Linked DNA regions of Sus scrofa: region 1 is linked to region 2. A link is a contact called in public HiChIP or PLAC-seq data. All regions are on one chromosome and are shown on one strand. Each heading gives the region's core, a stretch centred on a gene start, on an enhancer-like site or on the middle of the called end of the contact. The rest is flanking DNA. Distances are from core to core; before and after follow the strand shown. Region 1 holds the start of GOLGB1 (golgin subfamily B member 1). Region 2 holds the start of CD86 (CD86 molecule).

Region 1 (2,700 bases), core at 71-2,570, 290 kb after region 2:
TTGATCTCAGCTATATCGCCAAGTCCAAGAACAGTACACACTAATTACAGGGGACTACAATTTAGATGGTCACCAGAAAATGCCTTACTGATGTTTGATCCACAAAGATTTATGTAATAAACATTAGCACGAGGATGCATAGGGTGGGCTGAGTGCCTGACACACAGTAAGTCTCAATAAATTCAAATAATACTAATTGTCAAGGGAGTCCCTGATATCACAGGAGCTGGCTACTTTTATTCCTTTCCTTAGAGGCTCTGTGACTGTTACTGGAGCACCTCACTGACTCCTGTCCCAGTACCAGAGCCCTCAACCCTCACCTGCTTAAGGGCCAGTTCTGACACCACTTATTAAAAGGCATTCTCTGGTATTCACTACTTTCCCTCTAACTCAAATCCTTAGAAACATCTCTGATCCTTTCATACAGATGCCAAGTTCTACCTAGTCCGAGTCACATTAGTAAGTCGCTGTTTGTGAAAGTCACTTTAATCTGGTTCTCATTTTTCATCAGTAAAATGAAAAAGTCATATTAGATGTCCTACTTTCCGGTCTAATATTTTATGACTCTAAGAGCAAAACCCACATTCTTTTTTTTTTTTTTTGTCTTTTGTCTTTTTGTCTGTTGTTGTTGTTGCTATTTCTTGGGCCGCTCCCGCGGCATATGGAGGTTCCCAGGCTAGGGGTTGAATCGGAGCTGTAGCCACCGGCCTACGCCAGAGCCACAGCAACGCGGGATCCGAGCCGTGTCTGCAACCTACACCACAGCTCACGGCAACGCCAGATCATTAACCCACTGAGCAAGGGCAGGGACCGAACCCGCAACCTCATGGTTCCTAGTCGGATTCGTTAACCACTGCGCCACGACGGGAACTCCAAAACCCACATTCTTATACCCTCCTCACAGCTCATTTAGCAATCCTAATGGCAGCTGGTTTCTGCAGTGCAGAGTCTCCGCGAAAGCCCAAGCTACAATGTCGATCAGTTTTGACCAACCCCGCGGAGGTATCAGAAGCAATAAGCGCAGCCACTTTACTTTGGAAACACCTGACCTTACCAAGAAGGCCCGCCCTCCCGGCATTTCCGGCTCTTCCCCAAATTTTCTTCCGGAACACTTTCTCGGGTCTGACTCCACCCCTCCTCCACTCTTTAGAGTCTATTGGCTGTTTCTTTGAGGAAGCGGAGCATTTCCTGACTTTGATTGGTCTCGGTCATTGTTGACGGGTTAGGTACAAACAAGGCGTGCCTGGTCTCCCTGGTAACGCCCTGTCAATAGCCCTGATTGGTCCATATCCTAATCCCAGTTTCCGTCCCAACAGCGAGTGGTTGAGTCCGGCAGCGGGGCGCGGCGGAGGTGGGTGTCGTGTACGGGATTCCCGAGCTGACGTGGCTTAAATTTGGGAGGGGGGCAGCTGGAGCCTCCGGCAACAACCTCTTCCAGGTGAGTGGGGGATACTCCCCAACTCCTCCCTTCCTTGAGCCTTGTAACGGTCACCCCCACCACAAGGCCCGCAGGTCTGCCGAAGCAGCCACACTCGGGTCCCCTCCCTGTCCCGCCTCTCCTGATTTAGTCCTGGATCCGGCCCTTTAATCCACCTTCCTTCATCTACAGGGCCTGGTTCCAATTGTTTACTCGCCGGCTGGCGCCGCCGGATGGTTTCAGGGTCGCCCTACACGGCCTCCAGGCACATATGCACTGTCCGCCCCCTCCTTTGGACTTTTCTCCTCTGGGATAGGCGGAGAAAGGCGCTCGGGTCAGCCCTGTCCGCACAGCCTCGTTCCCTAAGCAGCCTGCTCAGGCCGACCTGTGTACGCAGCAGCCGACGTCGGAGAGAACCTGCCCGGCCCCTCTGCGGTCAGGCCCTAAACAAACTTAGTGTCTGGAAGGGGAGGCGGGAGCCAAACAAATCCAAGGTCTTGAGGGCGGAGATCACAGAAACATTGGCGCTATTAACGCAAATGTGGGTCTGTCGAAGGATCCTGGATCCTGCTACTGAGTTGCTGGGGAGGTTCAGAGAGAGGGATGATCCTTGCAATCCCATTAAGACTAAAATCCCAGGAATCGGAGGGAGGTTATTAGAGGAAAGGGAACCCTGAAGAAAGTTCTGGAGGAAAAAGAATTTGATTTGAAAATGGAGGATGTTTATTCTGCATAACAGGTTGGTGTGTAGGAGTGTTAGGGGTAGATAACCCCCCTCGACAAATGAGGAATATATTTGTCTGACTTGAAGAGTTTCAGTTGGTCTGTGGGGAGAAGACAATTTAAGAGTAGGGCAGAGATATTTAAAGATCGCTGGATAAGTACTTTCACTTTTGGAAACAGTTGGAAGCTTTCCGAGCTTTTAAAGAATCTCACAGTTTTGTGCAAGATAGCACTAGAGAGCTCACTACAGAAAGGCTGGAGGCCTTTTCAGAAGCACGAAGTAATTAAATTTGGATGATCAGAATGATTATGAACTGTCAAAATCAGTAAGTGTTCTTTTGGAAGTGACAGGATATGGTCATGGAATAGATATAGGGAAGAGTTGAAGAGAATTCAAAAATTGCAGACATTGTACACTGACTGTTTCACAGCTTTTACGTTTTATTCTTTGACCATGGAATGACCATTTGATGCTTTCCTCTTTGCTTGTTAAATTTGTTCGAGTACATCAGTACTTTCCAAGTATTTTTAATTGCACTATCAGTAATACATATTTGAGC
Region 2 (2,700 bases), core at 55-2,554:
CGATCTGAGGGAGTGTCCTGACTCCTGTCACCCACAGCAGGGATGAGAACAGTGGCCAAGGGTTTGGTGTGTGGCCATCAGGGGGAGGTGAAGTCATGGCCCGGCTAGTTAGTCAGGGGCTGTCAGTGCACTGCTGTAGGCTCGGCTCCCCTCCCCATTTGCTGCACACCTGGACCAGACCAGGTACCTTACCTCTCAGTGCTGAGGGTAGGGAAAGCCAAGCAGCAGGAGGGGTGAGCCGGGAAAAACTAAAGGCTCCCAGTCAGAGGATGAGTGGCAGGAACCTTGACTAACCCCAGTTTACAGGTGAAGAAACTGAAACTTAGACAAAAGCAGCAAACAGGGAAGATCTGAGTTTTGTGAGGCCTGACACTTCTAAAATATCTTTCGGTGGGAAAGTCTCTTTTAAGAAAAAAGAATCCAGAACGCAAAATAAAATGCCCATGGCCACAACTTGGTCACTTAACGGGGAGAATGCGATGGAGAGAAATGTCGCAGTGGAGAGAGACAGTGGCCTTAACTACTTGCGGTTAAAACAACTTCCGTATGAAAATATTACCAAGGCTTGAGACACGTGGCCACACTGTTAGGGTCCCACCTGGGGTCCTAGAAGGGCTTGGAAACAGCTAAGCAAATGAGGAGCCCCTTGGCTTCATGTAAATCAGCCAATGTGATTAGCTGAGGGTCACAGAGCAGGTGGTAGCAGGGCTGGGTTTCTTGATCCTCCCAGGAAGCAGTGCCATCTATCATCTATAGGCACAGGCTGGTGGAGAGGGCAACAGGGAGGAGGGGGAAGGTAGGGAACAAGGAAACCACTGGTCCCTACTGGAAGGAAACTTTTAGAAGCCCGTCAGCTATTTCCTAAAAGCCCGAGAATGTCAGAAATGGGCGCAGAGGAGCAGAAGAAACCTCAGGCATATCAGAGTAGGGGCCTTCCCCCAGCTCCCCAGGCACCCCAGACAGGCCCGTCTACCCTCCTTGGTGCATCCAGAAGCACGGGTGTGAGCTGTCAGAGGAGGAGGACGCACAGAAGGGGTAGGACTCCCTCTCAGGTCGGGCCTGCCATCAGCCGAGATACTCGTTCTCAGTCGCCATGCTTCCTTCCCCAGAAAGGTCTTTCTTGGGTGTGGTGTTGTGAATGGTAGCAAGGGAGGAAAACGAGTAAAACCCACCAAGTCTCAAGCCCCCAGCTTGCAAGTCAGGCTGGTCGGGAGACAGTGGGAGGATTCTAGGATTTTACAAAGCCAAAGAGTGCTTACCAGAGAGCAGGAGGACCATCCCAACGAGAATGTTTCTCAGTCCCATAGTGCTGGAGGTAAAAAAAGAAAACCTTGATTAGGAAATGAAACCGAAACCAAAATAGGACAAATGGAGTCTCAAATTCACTGAGGTCCACGGGTGTGGCAGAGATCGTACTCTGTACTCACCAAACCCATTTTCTTTTCCTTCTGGCCCCACAGACACGCCCTACTTCCTAGAACTACCCCCACCCTGCTGGAAGTTTGGTGGGCCATGTGACTGAGTTTTGGCCAGTCAGATTGTGAGCAGAGATGATGGGTGTTATTTCCAGATCCCAGGCTAAGGCCTCCTCCCTCTTGCCTCCTCTCCCTGCTTTCTTGGGTGCAACAGACCCAGAGGAGGGGTCCAGGGGCTTAGAAGATGGCAAAGCTAGTTTGCTGAAGAAATTAATAAAGCAGCTCTTGACACCGCCCCACAAAAAAAAAAAAAAAACTTTTATTGTGTTAAGCTTATAAACTTTGATGGGTTATTTACTGCAGTTTGTAGCATTATTTATCTTAACTAGTCAATGAGCAAGGGGTGGGGGCCACACTGAAAATATTTGTGTTTTCAAGACTGGTACTCTAACCCCTGAACTACAGAGCCAACCTGTAGTATTTATGCATAGAAATAAACTTTTTTTTTGACATTCCTGAAATTTTCAAACTAATGTGCTCAAAAATCATCTTGGGAAGGCATGTGAAAGCAATTTCCTGGGCCTTGTCCACAGAATTCCGATTTCGTAGCGTCAGTAAAACTCATGTCTGACAAACTCACAGGGGATAATGATGGCACTGGCCCAAGACCCCACTTGGAGAACCACTGCACCAGATGGTTCACTTAATCCATGTGATGGAGCCAAGGAAAATGATGGGCATTGCTTTGTAACCTCCATCCTCTCTTTCTTCTCTTGCCCTCCATCTTTCTTCATTCATCCACTTACTCTGACTTAGACCAAAAAGGCCATAGAGTGCCTTACGGAGAAGCACAGAATAGGAAAGATGATCAACATTACAAACCAAATGAAGGGACACAAAACAGAGCCTAGTGCAAGGCCGGTGCTAAATATTTGCCACAGAAATCTACCCACCTTGCTCAATGTGGATCACAAGTTTGGCTTGTAGCTTTTTAACAGAGTGAAAAGGAAAAGCTGATGGGTGAGTTAATTTATAGATCTGGCATGAGATTAAAAACAAACCAGTCCTGGGAGTTCCCGTGGTGGTGCAGTGGAAACAAATCCGACTAGGAACCATGAAGTCGTGGGTTCAATCCCTGGCCTCACTCAGTGGGTTAAGGATCTGGCATTGCTGTGAACTGTGGTATAGGTTGCAGATGTGGCTCCGATCCTGAGTTGCTGTGGCTGTGGTCTAGGCCAGCAGCTACAGCTCCGATTGGACCCCTAGCCTGGGTACCTCCATATGC

What was found. HiChIP or PLAC-seq counts read pairs in DNA pulled down with a chosen protein or histone mark.
Region 1: a contact with region 2 is called in an H3K27ac HiChIP or PLAC-seq map of alveolar macrophages. The contact joins the promoter of GOLGB1 here to the promoter of CD86 in region 2. A contact is called at or near these places in 1 of 47 Hi-C or Micro-C datasets (embryonic fibroblasts) and 1 of 2 datasets of contacts at active chromatin or transcription factors (alveolar macrophages).

What each region holds. Positions count from the first base shown.
Region 1 is chr13:138,753,483-138,756,182 of Sscrofa11.1, forward strand. It overlaps GOLGB1 (golgin subfamily B member 1), which reads left to right and starts at 1,321. Exons shown (of 23, transcript XM_021070274.1): 1 at 1,321-1,351.
Region 2 is chr13:138,463,437-138,466,136 of Sscrofa11.1, forward strand. CD86 (CD86 molecule) reads right to left here and starts at 1,305. Exons shown (of 6, transcript NM_214222.1): 1 at 1,260-1,305. The coding sequence starts at 1,305.